Linked DNA regions of Sus scrofa: region 2 is linked to region 1. Evidence: chromatin contacts called from public HiChIP or PLAC-seq data. All regions are on one chromosome and are shown on one strand. Each heading gives the region's core, a stretch centred on a gene start, on an enhancer-like site or on the middle of the called end of the contact. The rest is flanking DNA. Distances are from core to core; before and after follow the strand shown. Region 1 overlaps C7H6orf89 (bombesin receptor-activated protein C6orf89 homolog). Region 2 has its middle 25 kb from the start of TMEM217.

Region 1 (6,955 bases), core at 1,681-4,180:
TGTAGACAAGCAGCTTGCCCTCAGGTGGGAAGGGCAGGAGACAGACCGGCCAGGTAACTAGACGTTCCGTAGGCACCCCTTCGGTAACGAGGTTTCACCCTCCAAGTTGACATGCAGGGAAGGCTCTGACTAGGACATCAGCCCAGGTCCCCAGTGAGAAACGTTCTTGCCCCACGTCCTCTCAAAATTTCCTACCTTACTCCCCGCAATAGGTTCCGGTTGAAGAAGGAAGCACTTTTTCAAGGAGGCGTCTTTTGGAAACGGCAGGAAGGTGAAGACAGGAAAAAGCTCACGTAAAATGTGTGATCTGTTCAGAGGTCTTCTCCTGTGAAACGTGTGAGAGAAAAAAAGTAAGTGAACTGGGCAAACCAGCCTAACTCGGTGACGAACAGAGAGCACGGCCAGGGTGGGAAAGCTGTGGGCGGTGGGTGAAGAGGGGTAAAATGTCAGGACAATATTTGAAGAATTTGGTCCATGAAGAACAGTCATGCCAAACCAATGAACCGTGACTTGTACACACACACAAATGCTACAGCCGCAATTTGTCCATGTGGGTGGGGTGTTTATAAAATCCAGCTAAAACAACATATAGAGGAAGAAAAGAAACACTCCATTCATCCCATCTGGGAAAAGCGTCTGAAGTAACAGCAAGGAGGCAAGAAAAGAGAAGAGGGAAGAGGAAGGGCCAAAAATCGTGAACCTTTTGAGGTGAAGCAGCACGAAGTGGGAAGCCGGATATGCTTGTTAAACTGAGTATTTGATTATGCAACAAAGGGCAAATTTAAAGAAAGGCAGAGGCAGAGAAATTACACAACAAAAAGCCTGAAAAGGCAATTTTAATTCTCTTTGGAATGTTCTAGAAGGAAACTGGCTTGCCTTTGTTTCTAGAAAGCAACTTTCACCCCAAGAACTAAATGGACCATGTCTTCTATGGGACACAGGAAGGAAGAGGGGGATAGCCTGGAGTTTCAATCCTGGCTGGGTGACTTTAAGCAAAGTACTTAACCTTCCTGGGGAGTTCCCATTGTGGCGCAGTGGTTAACAAATCCGACTAGGAACCATGTGATTGTGGGTTCGATCCCGGGCTTTGCTCAGTGGGTTAAGGATCCAGCATTGCCGTGAGCTGTGGTGTAGGTCACAGACATGGCTCAGATCTGGCATTGCTGTGGCTGTGGTGTAGGCCGGTGGCTACAGCTCTGATTAGACCCCTAGCCTGGGAACCTCCACATGCCGCAAGTGCGGCCCTAGAAAAGACCAAAAAAAAAGCACTTAACCTTCTGATTCCCACACTTTTTTTTTTTTTTTTTTTTTTGCTTTTTAGGACCACACCTACGGCATATGGAGGTCCCCAGACTAGGGGTCCAATCAGAGCTACAGCTGCTGGCCTACACTATAGCCACAGCAACACAGGATCCAATCCACATCTGCAACCTATACCACAACTCGTGGCAACGCAAGATCCTTAACCCACTGAGCGAGGCCAGGGATCGAACCCACAACCTCATAGTTCCTAGTCGGATTCGTTTCCGCTGCCCCATAAGGGGAATTCCTCTCACCCTTTTCTGATCCAAAAATGATAATTCCTATTTCCCAGTGCTATTATGTGTATCACTAATGAGTAACAGACACTAAGCACCAAGGCACGCTGTCTGGCACAAACAAGTGCCAAGAAATAAGTTTCCTTTCTATTCTTTTTCCCCCTTTTTGGGCATGCCCACAACATGTAAAAGATCTTGGGCCAGGGATAGAACCTGTGCCACAGCAGTGGCAATGGTGAATCCTTAACCGCTAGGCCACCAGGGAACGTCTCCCTTCTATTCTTCGTGCTCTCTCTATGGTCCTCAACCTCCAGGACTCATTCAACATAAACAAAATGCTAAACACCTACTCAGAAGTAAATTACGAATCTACTAGGCAATCTGGGTGTCTGCCCACAGTGGCTCCCCCTTTGACTTATCTCCCTTAGTTGGTTTTTCAACAGCATGTGCCTGAATTATCAATCATTTGACCTGGGGGTATGTGTGTGTGGTGCAGTGTGGTGTGATGTGTGTGTGGTATGGTGTGTGTGTGTGTGTGTGTGTGTGTGTGTGTGTGTTTGTGTGGCCACCCTGTGGCATTATCAATCATTTGACCTGGGGGTATGTGTGTGTGGTGCAGTGTGGTGTGATGTGTGTGTGGTATGGTGTGTGTGTGTGTGTGTGTGTGTGTGTGTGTGTGTGTGTGTGTGTGTGTGTGTGTGTGTTTGTGTGGCCACCCTGTGGCATATAGAAATTCCCGGGCCACAGATCAGATTTGAGCCACAGCTGTGACCTACACCACAGCTGTGCCATTGTCAGATCCTTAACCCTCTGTGCCAGGTTGGGGATCAAACCTGCAGTCCAGTGCTCCAGAGACACAGTCGAGCCCATTGCGCCACAGTGGGAACTCCTCGAAGGGCGTGTGTAAAGCACGCGCATGCAGTGTGGGCACAGCAGTAGGTGGTACCAGTCTGACAGCTGGTCCGCCCTCTTTCTACCCACATGCAGACTGAGCCCCTTTACACTTACCAGGGATAAGGAAATGGGAACCACCGGTGAGGAAAGCAGCGCCACCACTTGGCGAAAAACTCTTCGGTGAAGCCTTCTGTCACCTCAGGGTACTGGCACAAAAACTGCTGAAGCTCCTCAGATGACAGGGGCTGTCCGGTCTTGGCAGGGCAGAAAACAAAAGTGCAACAAAACCATGTGGAGTTACTCATCAGGAATGTCACAGAGCTTGCTGTTTTCTAGCCACCCACTGATCAGTGGGAGACTCTGCTCACTTCTTGCTCACCTTGATCACCAGAGGATGGAGTCTCTCAAACTTCACTGGGGTGTCTTCCAGGAGCATTACTTTTAGGGGCAACTTCTGGGTGCAGCCGGTGCAGTTGGCAGGGATGGGGTCTGACTCATTCTGCTCACAGTCATTTGTCCACCAGGGGTCAAAGTCTGAGAGAGGAAGAAGGGATGTGGAGGAAGCAGAGGCAGCAGGTAAACCAGTATCCAAAGCAATGGAATCAGAGAGCTATAAGAATAATTTAAAAAGCTAACAGTGGGAGTTCCCGTCGTGGCGCAGTGGTTAACGAATCTGACTAGGAACCATGAGGTTGCGGGTTCGATCCCTGCCCTTGCTCAGTGGGTTAACGATCCGGCGTTGCGGTGAGCTGTGGTGTAGGTTGCAGACGCGGCTCGGATCCCGAGTTGCTGTGGCTCTGGAATGGGCTGGCAGCTACAGCTCCGATTAGACCCCTAGCCTGGGAGACTCCATATGCCGCAGGAGCGGCCCAAGAAATAGCAAAAAGACAAAAAAAAAAAAAAAAAAAAAAGCTAACAGTGATAAGCACTGGCAACCTCTGAAAAGGTAACTATGAAATAAGGTAGCCCCAGAGCAGGAAACAGAGCACTTAGGGGACAGAGGTGGAAAGGAGAGGTACTCCTCTCTGTATACCCTTTTGGATTTTATGGAAAAACAAACAAACAAACAAAAAAATATATATATATATATTTTTGGCCACACCCATGGCATGGGGAAGTTCCTGGGCCAGGAATCGCACCCTGCCACAGCAGTGACAACACAAGATCCTTAACCCACTGTGCCACCAGGGAACTCTCCAGAAAATATTTTTAAACATGTACAAGTATCCCCTAAGTCAAGTCAACAACTGAAGTTGAACCGTTTGAGAAGCTATGTTCAGCGACATGAGGTTGGACATGCCATTTTCTAACCTGTGACCCAGAGGGCTGAACAGTGGGGGAGGGGCAGGTAGAAAGGATGGTCCCACCATCAGTGATGAGTCCCTCTGCGTCCATGTCTTCTCCAACACCCCAAACCCTTGGCTCACAAGTATAAGTGGAGGCCAGGATGGCTCTGGGAAGGAAGAGTGAGAACAGGGCACAGAAAGAAGGAATGGAGCAGAGATAAGACTTTTCAGGGGCCCATCTTTTTTTTTTTCTTTTTAGGGCTGCACTTGTGGCATATGGAGGTTCCCAGGCTAGGGGTCAAATCGGAGCTGTAGCCACTGGCCTATGCCACAGCCACAGCAATGCCAGATCCAAGCTGCTTCTGTGACCTACACCAGAGCCTACAGCAACACTGGATCCTTAACCCACTGAGGGAGGTCAGGGATCGAACTTGCGTCCTGTGGATCCTAGTTAGGTTCGTTTCCACTATGCCACAAAAGGAGGTCTTGTCTTTTTTTTTTTGGTCTTTTTATTTATTTATTTATTTTTGTCTTCTTAGGGCCACATGTGGAAGTTCCCAGGCTAGTGGTCGAATTGGAGCTGCAGCTACCAGCCTACAGCACAGCCACAGCAATGCCAGATCCAAGCCGTGTCTGCAACCCACAGTACAGCTAGCGGCAATGCTGGATCTTTCACCCACTGAGTGAGTCCAGGGATCGAACCCACATCGTCACGGATACTACTTGAGTTTGGAACCTGCTGAGCCACAAAGGAAACTCCCAGGGGCCTGTCTTCAGAGTAAAGTGAATTGCATCTGCCCATGAGCTCGCCCTGCCCAGCTCAGAGCGGGTAGGGTTGCTAACCGTGGTTTCTAGGCCCAAGGACTAGATGGTCAGCACTGTAAGAATGCCCCACCCAGACCCTGACCCTGATGTGAGTGCTCCCTGGCTCCCCGACACCTTTCTCTGAGGGGCTGGCTCTGTTTCCACGCAGTCCTCATTTACTCTGTGTTCCTTCCCGCTGAGACTATTCTGTTCACAATATTTATTGCATTATTTCTTGTTTGCTTTCTGTTCCATTCTGGGTTTCGTCTGTGTTCTCTGAGATGTGTTTGTGATAAACTCTAATTTGAGTCCAAAATGTTTCACCAGATTGTTTCTGATGAAAACCCAACAGAAACCCAATCACGAGAGCCTAGAACAAAAGTCAACAACCAAATGTGTCCGAGATGAAGTCAGTTCTTTAAATCAATAAACACACGTGGAAACTGACTTTTAATCACAGGAACGTTCTGTGCAGTCAGCCTAAGGCAGCAGCAGTGCAGAGTAGGAAACCCTGTGTTTGTGTGAGTATCTCCTGAGCACCTTCCAGCTCTTGCAGACAGAACCTGCGTCCCCCTGAGGCAGCTGCCACCCACGCTTCCCATCCGGAGCACTGCACTGTGTAGCACCCACAGCGCTCGCCACCAGCCCCAGGGGCAGCAGAAAGCCCTTTAGTGGCACCTGTTTCGGTGGCATACTGAAAGTTATACTTTCTTTTTATTTATTTTCAAATGCTCCTTACTAGAGGTCAAATACGGTGAATTCTTGCCAAAATACAAGAACTCTGAGTAAGGGACATACCATGAGGCATAAATAATCATAACATGCTACACATACGGAGCATTTCAGTTTCCAAAGGACTTATGAGGGAGGGGGAAGGAAAACTAACGTGCTAAGCGCCAAGCCTGATGCTAGGCATTTTCGCAGGTTATGTAGTTTCCTCTTTATAATTATTGCAGCATTGACACTCTCAATTTATAGATAAGCAAACTGAGAGTCCTCAGAGCAGCAAGGTTCCACAGCGCATGGGAAGAGCACAGGAGGCAGTGGGGCCAGCGAGGTGAGGACAGAGGCTGCTGAGAAAGCCTGTGCTGGGGGCTTCTAGTGCCGGACAGGAGGGAAAGGGTACTGTTTTGCTCTGTGTAGCTCATACATTTTTAAAAAACAAAACAGCCTTATCGAGACTGAATTCACATACCAGAAAATTCATTCGTTTAAGGTGCACAATTTAGGAGTTCCTGTTGAGGCTCAGCAGAAACGAACCCAACTAGAGGAAGAGCTACTTTTGATTCCTCTGTAAGCTTTGTCGTCAAGGTGAATATAGAATGTGCTTATACTGGGTGGGAAGGGACCGAACAGCGGCGAGGTAGTATCTGGGAGCAGGGTCCAGTGTACAAGTGGGGCTCTTCGTCCCCTTCTCATAGCATTTCCAATAACAAAAGGAGAAGTGTCCAGACTTCAGCTTGGCCTCCATCTATCTGAAAAGGTTTTATCTGATGTGTGCTCTGTATAACAGGCTGGAGCCAATGTGCTACAGAGCGAGCTGGAAAACAGCCAACAGCACGCAGCAGACCCTGCCATGCCACCCCAGTCCAAGCTCTTCCTCATGACCTAACATGCTGCACCTCGCTTCTTTCCAGCACTCCTCTGTTCCCATCCACTCTTCGTCCCACACTAGACAGAAAGGCCAATGGGAGGTGGAGAGCAACCTGCTAACTTTCTTTTGATTTCCAAGGCTTCTTTAGTCCAGATGGCTTTCTTATACTAGCATTTTATACTAAAAAAGAAAGCATGACAGAGAAATGAAACTCCACATATAAAGAGTTCAATAAACCCCACAACTGTATTCCAAATTCTCACTGTGATTATGGAATCCTTTCGCTGTTTGAGATGTCAAAAAAGTCTCTCAGACAAAACACAGACTTGAAGTTAAGAGAGGCAGAAACTGCAACTTCCAGACCATCTCTGCAAGCTGGGCACTCTGCACAACAGTGGTGAGCCCGAGGGCCTGAGTTGTTTACAAAGAAAACGTGCTCAGGCTGGCTCTCTGTGGACAACCAGAACTTACCCTGGAATTCTGAATACAGAGTGGAGAGAGTCCTTTTACACAGACTATTAACCTGGCAAAGAGCAAAATGCAAAATGCAAAATGCAAAAAAAAAAAAAAAAGGGCTTTCTGTCCAGGACCACCCCCTCAAAAGAAACACCTCTCTTTGGGTAAAAAAGTTAGGGAAGAAGAAAGGCACAGAGCCAAGACTACCTCCACAAGAGAACAGTGCCTGGTATATAGCAGGGTCTCAGTACACATTCACTGACTGATTGACTGCATGAAACCTTGACTTTTCAGAAACTTTAACAGTAGGACTGGAGTTCCCGTCATGGTGCAGTGGAAACAAATCCGACTAGGAACCATGAGGTTGTGGGTTCCATCCCTGG
Region 2 (7,138 bases), core at 1,522-4,021, 250 kb before region 1:
TTTTTGGTCTTTTGTCTCTTTAGGGCTGCACCTGTGGCATATGGAGGTTCCCAGGCTAGGGGTCGAATCCAAGCTACAGCTGCTAGCCTACACCACAGCCACAGCAACGCGGGATCCGAGCAGTATCTGCAACCTATACCACAGCTCACGGCAACGCTGGATCTTTAACCCACTGAGAGAGGTCAGGGATTGAACCCATGTCCTCATGGATGCTAGTCGGGTTCATTAACCTCCGAGTCACGATGGGAACTCCTCTTTTTTCCCTTTTTAAGGCCACACCTGCACCATAAGGAAGTTCCCAGGCTAGGGGTCGAATGGGAGCTGCAGCTGCCAGCCTATGCCACAGCCACACCAGATCTGAGCTGCAGCTGCAAACTACACCACAGCTTGCAGCGATGTCGGATCCTTAAGCGACTGAGCAAGGCCAGCGATTGATCCCGGATCCTCACAGAGACAACAGGTTGTTCACCTGCTGAGCCACAATGGGAACTCCTTTTTTTAATTTTATTTTTATTTTTTTGGCTGTGTCCGTGGCAAGCAGAAGTTCCTAGACCAGGAATTGAACCCAAACCACAGCAGTGACACACCAAATTCTTACCCTGCTGAGCCACCAAGGAACTCCAGCACAACTTTGGTTTATCTCTCTCTCTCTCTCTTTTTTTTTTTTTTTTTTTTTGTCTTTTTGCCATTTCTAGGGCCGTTCCCGCAGCATATGGAGGTTCCCAGGCTAGGGGTCTAATTGGAGCTGTAGCTGCCGGCCTGCACCAGGGCCACAGCAATGCGGGATCCAAGCCTTGTCTGCAACCTACACCACAGCTTGCAGCAATGCTGGATCGTTAACCCACTGAGCAAGGGCAGGGATTGAACCCGCAACCTCATGGTTCCTAGACGGATTCGTTAACCACTGAGCCACAATGGGAACTCCACAACTTTGGTTTCTAATTTTTCTCTTGTGGATCTCCCCAATGATGCCTAGTTCTGCTGAGTCCTTGATGAGCAGTGCTGTCCAACAGAAATTTCTGTGCTTAATGGAACTGTTTTACATCTATGCCGTCCACGAGCCACCTGTGGCTATTGAGTACTTGGGATGTGGCCATGACAATCCAGGAAACAAATTTTAAATTTAATTCCATTTGGAGTTCCCGTCATGGCACAGAGGGAAGTGAATCAGACTAGGAACCATGGGGTTGCCAGTTCCATCCCTGGCCTTGATCAATGGGTTGGGGATCTGGCGTTGCCATGGGCTGTGTGTGGGTTGCAGATGCAGCTCGGATCTGGTGTTGCGATGGCTCTGGCGGAGGCCAGCAGCAACAGCTCTGATTGGACCCCTATCCTGGGAACTTCCATATGCCACGGGTATAGCCCTAAAAAAAGACCAAAAAAAATTTAATTCCATTTTAATTATTTCCACTTCAAGAGCCTCAAGCAGCTGGCTTGTGGCTACCATACCAGAGGACGCAGTTCTCTGGAGACTCCTCTTACTCCTGTGTGTAACCATAGACCCCCTTTCCAGCTTCATGGATCACTTGGCTTCTCTCATAATGATCAGAAAGCAGTTCCTCATGTTGGCTCATAACATGGCAAGAATAATCGCCATTTGAGAGTTCCTGTTGTGGCTCAGTGATGAACCTGACTAGTATCCATGAGGACTCGGGCTCAATCCCTGTCCTCACTCAGTGGGTTAAGGATCTGGTGTTGCCATGAGCTGTAGGGTGGGCCAGCAGCTGTAGCTTCGATTTGACCCCTAGCCTAGGAACTTCTGTATGCCTTGGATGTGGCCCTAAAAAGACAATAAATAAATAAATGTTGGGTGTGAAGTCAGAGAAAACTGTTTGTTTTGACCATGCTCCTCCAAACCATGGGCATAATGATGACAGCCCACTTTTACTGAACACAGTGGGTGCCAGGTACTATTCTAACAATCCACCGAGTTCTCACTGCCTGGTGAGGCATAGATTTAGATCCAAGCCAGGTCCCAGAATGACCAGCAGATGGCAGTCTGCAACAAGCTTTGGCTTTGCACCGCCCTCTCAACCAGCTCCTCTAGGGGTGACTATTTAGGATTTAGGGCACCTCTAGCTGATGATGGAGAATTAATATCGTCTGTCTCTGTCCTAGTCTCACAAGGTATGATTTGGAACCAGAAAAAATAAATAAAACAGGCCAACTTCAGGGTTCGAATCCCCTTCCCAGCTGGGGTGGCCATGGACCTTCATGTAAGAAGAGGTGGAGGGAGAGCAGATTCTGAGAATCAGCTCAACTAGGAGTTCCCTGCCAGTTCCCTGGTGCTCAGGGGGTTAGGGATCCGGTGTTTTCACTGCAGCGGGTTGGGTCACTGCTGTGGAGGGGGTTTGATCCCTGCCTGGGAATTTCCACATGTTGGGGAAAAAAAAAAAAAAAAAAGTTACCAGCTGCCAGAAACCTCTTTTAAGGCAGCACCTGTGGCATATGGAAGCTCCTGGGCTAAGGGTTGAATCAGAGCTACAGCCACCAGCCTATACGACAGCCACAGCAACACAGGATCTGAGCCGAGTCTGTGACCTACACCACAGCTTGTGACAATGCCAGATCCTTAACCCACTGAGTGAGGCCAGGGATCAAGCCCGCATCCTTACGGATCCTACTTGGGTTTGTTAACGCTGAGCCACGAAGGGAACTCCTAGATCCTGCCACTTCTCATCACCTCCCCTGCCACCACCAATAGCAGCATCCTAATGGGTCTCCGGGACCCACCCCTATTCCCTCTGCAGTCACTTCTCCATCCAGCAGCTAGAGGGATCCTGGTGAAACCTTAGGCAGCTCAAGGCCCTCCTCTACTCTGCTGCGCATCCTCCCCAGGCCTTCACACCGCACTCAGAGGAAAAATCCCCAGTCCTCGCCGTGCCCTGCTGGCTGCTGAGTGATCCAGTGCATGTCACGCTCCAGTCTCCTTCCTAACCCCTTCGTCCTCCCTCCCTCTGCCCCAGTTGTGCTGGCCTCTGCAGTTCCTCTTACCCAGCACACTTCAGCCTCGGGGAGGCCTTTGCACTTGTCCCTTCAGCCTGGAAGGTTGCCACTCCAGGTGTCCACTGATTTCCGCTCATTTCTTTCAAGTGTCTGCTCACAAGCCCTGGCAGAGGTCTTCCCTCCCAACCTGTGGGAAGCAGCCCCTCCTCCCCCCTCTCTAAACCACTTACCCTGCTGGGTTTTTTCCCCTTAATATATATTTTCACCTGGCTTACTGCATATAGCAATCTCCCCCAAGATATAAGCACCTATTTTCTTTCTTTCTTTTTTTTTTTTTTTTTTTTTTTGGACAGCCATGCCTGTGACATATGGAATTCCCAGGCTAGGGGGTAGAATGAGAGCTGCAGCGGCCGGCATACAGGATCTAAACCACACCTGGACCACAGCTTGCAGCGATGCAGCATCCTTAACTCACTGAGCGAGGCCAGAAATCGAACCCGCATCCTCCCAGAGTCTATGTCAGGTTCTTAACCTGACCTGCTGAGCCACAACAGGAACTCCAAAGCACCATATTTTCTTCATTGCTATTTTCCCAGCACCTAGAACAACACCTGACACATAGTGGATGCTCCATAAATATTGGTGACATGAACAGACCGAGACCCTCAGCAGAATAGAAGGGCCCACCATTCCTTGTTTTCCAAGGGATGCTTATGGAGGATGAGCTGCTGAGGAGCAAATTCCTACCGCTCTTTTGGCCTCCTCTTCCTACTCCTTTTTTCTCTCCCTCACTTCTGGAGTCTCTGGTGAAGACTGTCGATAATTACAGATGGGAGAATACCCACAAAGGATGCAAGAATGTCACCTTCCTTGTCCCTTGCCTCCTTCCCTAATCTTTCCCGTGCATCAGCTACTGGCACTAGAAATACCGTCTCATCTCCCAGCACCACATCCCCAAGCCTAAAATAAGCCTTTCAAGCAAAGCAGGAGTCCCCGGGAAGAGCAATTCTCTGTGCGCTGTCACCCGCCCCCTGGCCTGCCCCGAGAAGATCTTTGGCCTTCCGTCCTCCCTTTCTTCACTAGGTTTGCTGAGTGTCTAGGTGTGTCAGGTCCTGAGCTAGGAACTGGGGGATACTCTGGAAAGTAAGACACAACCCCCATTCCAAGGGGCTCCCAAACTCATGAGGGAAGAGGGGGGTCCTTCAGGGCCATTTGCACCCAGGATGAGGTCCCGAGGGAAGGACTGGGGGCCACAGGAGGAGTCTTGAAGGTTGGAGCGTCAGGGAAGGCTTCCTGGAGGCAGAGCCCTTTAAGCTGAGTCCCAGAAGAAAGTGGGATTTAGCCCTGAGAAGGGAGGGGAGGAAATGGAAGGGTGGGGGCCTGAGTAGGTGCAGATACCCCTGGGACAGGAGAGCTGTATGCTCTTCTTTCATCATTTCCACCTTAGGGTGAAGGAAGGGGCTCTGGGCTGGGGACCGATGGTGTCAAGAGGAAGCAAGCGGGCTCGAACTTCCCCAGAGAAAAGAGGGTCTCCCCTTTTCCCACGGCCTCTGCAGGCTGCTCCCGGAAGGGGCTCACTCTTAAGCGTACAACCCCTGAATATTTCTGAGCATTTCTCTCACCTCACTGTTATCACCTGTACATCCCGTGTCCCACGGAGGACAGACTTCATTCCGTGTTGACGTCTCCCCACCGGTTTCAGGATGTGTAAATGTTTCCGTGCGTCTCACTTCTTTTTTTCCTCCCAGCCTTGGGTCTCCATTTCCCCTGCACTCTCCCCCCCCAGAAGTCCCCACAGCCACTGTCACTGTTCTTGGCTCTCTGACGCCCTCATTTTTCCTTTCTTTGGTCTCTTCTATCATCAGTCTCTATGTATAGACTGATGCTATGCTTTTCTTTTTCCAATCAAATTGCCCACCAAGCAAGTGGTAAACAAGGGCCTCTGAGACCGCCCCCATCCCCCGCCTCCACCCCCTTTCCCTACCCAAACCCCAACCCCCCACTCCTCCTCACCCTTGCCCCAATCAGGCTGCCCTGAAGACGGAGGCTGAGCTCCTGATTCTGCCGGCCGCTCCACGAAACCCTCCTCAGCTTCCCTCCCCTCCCCTCTGCTAGTAAAACAGATTTTTTTTTTACCATTTTAAACACGTACTTTTTTTTTTTTAAGAACAAAATAGTGATGGAGTTCCCTTCGTGGCTCAACAGAAACAAATCTGACCAGCATCCATGAGGACTCGGGTTTGATCCCAGGCCTCACTCAGTGGGCTAAGGATCCAGCACTGCTGTGAGCTGTGGTGTAGTTTGCAGACGCGGCTTGGATCCTGCATTGCTGTGGGTGTAGGCTGGCAGCTGCAACTCTGATTCAAACCCTAGCCTGGGGCCTTCCATATGCCGAGAGTGCAGCCCTAAAAAAACAAACAAAGGATAAAATAGTGATTTTCTTCCCTGAGAAACAGGTTTTACCAGTACCTTCTGATTGTATTGATTTTGTCTCAAAAACAAGGGATTTGCTTCAGGTGTGTTTGTGCGTGAGCTTGTGTCTGCACAGCTGTGTTTGTGAGTGTTTTTATTTGTGTGTGTTGTGTGTTTGCATGTTGGTATATATGTAAAAAGGCTGAGTTAAATAATCACAGTGGGGAGTTCCCGTCGTGGAGCAGTGGTTAACGAATCCGAATAGGAACCATGAGGTTGCGGGTTTGATCCCTGGCCTTGCTCAGTGGGTTAACAATCTGGCGTTGCCATGAGCTGTGGTGTAGGTCGCAAACGCGGCTCGGATCCCACGTTGCTGTGGCTCTGGCGTAGGCTGGCAGCTACAGCTCCGATTGGACCCCTAGCCTGGGAACCTCCATATGCCGCGGGAGCGGCCCAAGAAATGGTAAAAAGACAAAAAATTTTAAAAAATTAAAAAATTTAAAAAATTTTTAAAAATTAAAATAAAAATAAATAAATAATCACAGTGGGGGGGAGTTCCCATTGTAGCGCAGCAGAAATGAATCCGACTAGTATCCATGAGGATGTGGGTTCAATTCCTGGCCTTGCTCAGTGGGTTAAGGATCTGGTGTTGCTGTGAGTTATAGTGTAGGTCGCAGATGCGGCTCGGATCTTGTGTTGCTGTGGCTGTGGTGTAGGCTGGCAGCTGTAGCTCCAATTCAACCCCTAGCCTGGGAACTTCCATATGCCGTGGGTGCGGCCCTAAAAAGACAAAAAAAAAAAAAAAAAAAAAAAAATCACAGTAGGTGATTTTCAGAAATGACACATATTAAAGATACAAAAAGATCAAAAAATTTTTCAGGCTTTATATTTTTCTAAAATTTTCTTGGGAGTTCCCATTGTGGCTCAGTGGATTAAGAACACAACATATTGTCCATGAGGATACAAGTTCAATCCCTGACCTCCCTCAGTGGGTTAATGATCCAGCATTGCCATGAGCTGTGGTGTAAGTCACTGATGTGGCTTGGATTCCGAGTTGCTGTGGTGTAGGCTGGCAGCTACAGCTCCAATTTCGCCCCTAGCTTGGGAACTTCCATATGCCTCAGGTGCAGCCCTAAAAAGATTTTTTAAAAAGAAGAAGAAAAAAAGAAACAGGCTCAAGATCCAGTGGAGAGGAGCATCTTTGTTTTTCAGCCATGCCCAAGGCATGCCGTATTAAACCCGCACCATAGCAGTGGCCTGACCCACAACAGTGATGATGCTGGATCCTTAACTGCTAGGCCACCAGGGAACTCTGTGGGGGATCTAGGAAGTCTCTGGTTTTGTTCATTTGTTTGTTTTTGGCCACCCACAGCGTGTGGAAGTTCCCAGGCCAGGGATCAAACTGCCCTGCAGTTTCGGTCTGCACCACACGAGAACTTCTATTTTGGAGGTCTTTGAATGAAGAATGTCTCTGTAGGGAGGTGATGCTTAACAGGACTGGGAAGATCTGTGGGAAGGGACATTCCAAGCAGAGGAAACAGCAAATCCAAAGATCCAAACAGGGGCAACAAGTCTGGTGTGTTCCAAGAACAGTCAGAAAGCCAGTGACTAGAGCAGTCACCCAGGGTATGGGGGATATGGTGTATCGACTGGTCCAGCGCTGCTCTCAAACCCTCTGATGTACCTTCCAACACCTCGACTAAAACCAAATGCTCCAGCCTGCCTCCCTTGTGGTTCTGAAGGCTGGACTTGGTTGGGAACCTGGGAAGATAAAAGTGAG

What was found. HiChIP or PLAC-seq counts read pairs in DNA pulled down with a chosen protein or histone mark.
Region 2: an H3K27ac HiChIP or PLAC-seq map of alveolar macrophages shows a contact between it and region 1. The contact joins two enhancer-like sites. A contact is called at or near these places in 9 of 47 Hi-C or Micro-C datasets (alveolar macrophages, blood, embryonic fibroblasts and 6 more) and 1 of 2 datasets of contacts at active chromatin or transcription factors (alveolar macrophages).

Annotation. Positions count from the first base shown.
Region 1 is chr7:32,564,191-32,571,145 of Sscrofa11.1, reverse strand. C7H6orf89 (bombesin receptor-activated protein C6orf89 homolog) reads right to left here. Exons shown (of 10, transcript XM_021098652.1): 6 at 2,812-2,966; 7 at 2,547-2,686; 8 at 196-325. Among named protein-coding and RNA genes, the nearest start is that of PPIL1, 20 kb to the right of the region's middle. Within about 2 kb of position 2,930, at least 5 of the 83 cell types and tissues checked have an H3K27ac peak or open chromatin away from gene starts, as enhancers often do. A contact at or near this core is called in alveolar macrophages, where this site is marked.
Region 2 is chr7:32,810,489-32,817,626 of Sscrofa11.1, reverse strand. No RefSeq gene overlaps it. Among named protein-coding and RNA genes, the nearest start is that of TMEM217, 25 kb to the left of the region's middle. Within about 2 kb of position 2,771, at least 12 of the 83 cell types and tissues checked have an H3K27ac peak or open chromatin away from gene starts, as enhancers often do. A contact at or near this core is called in alveolar macrophages, where this site is marked.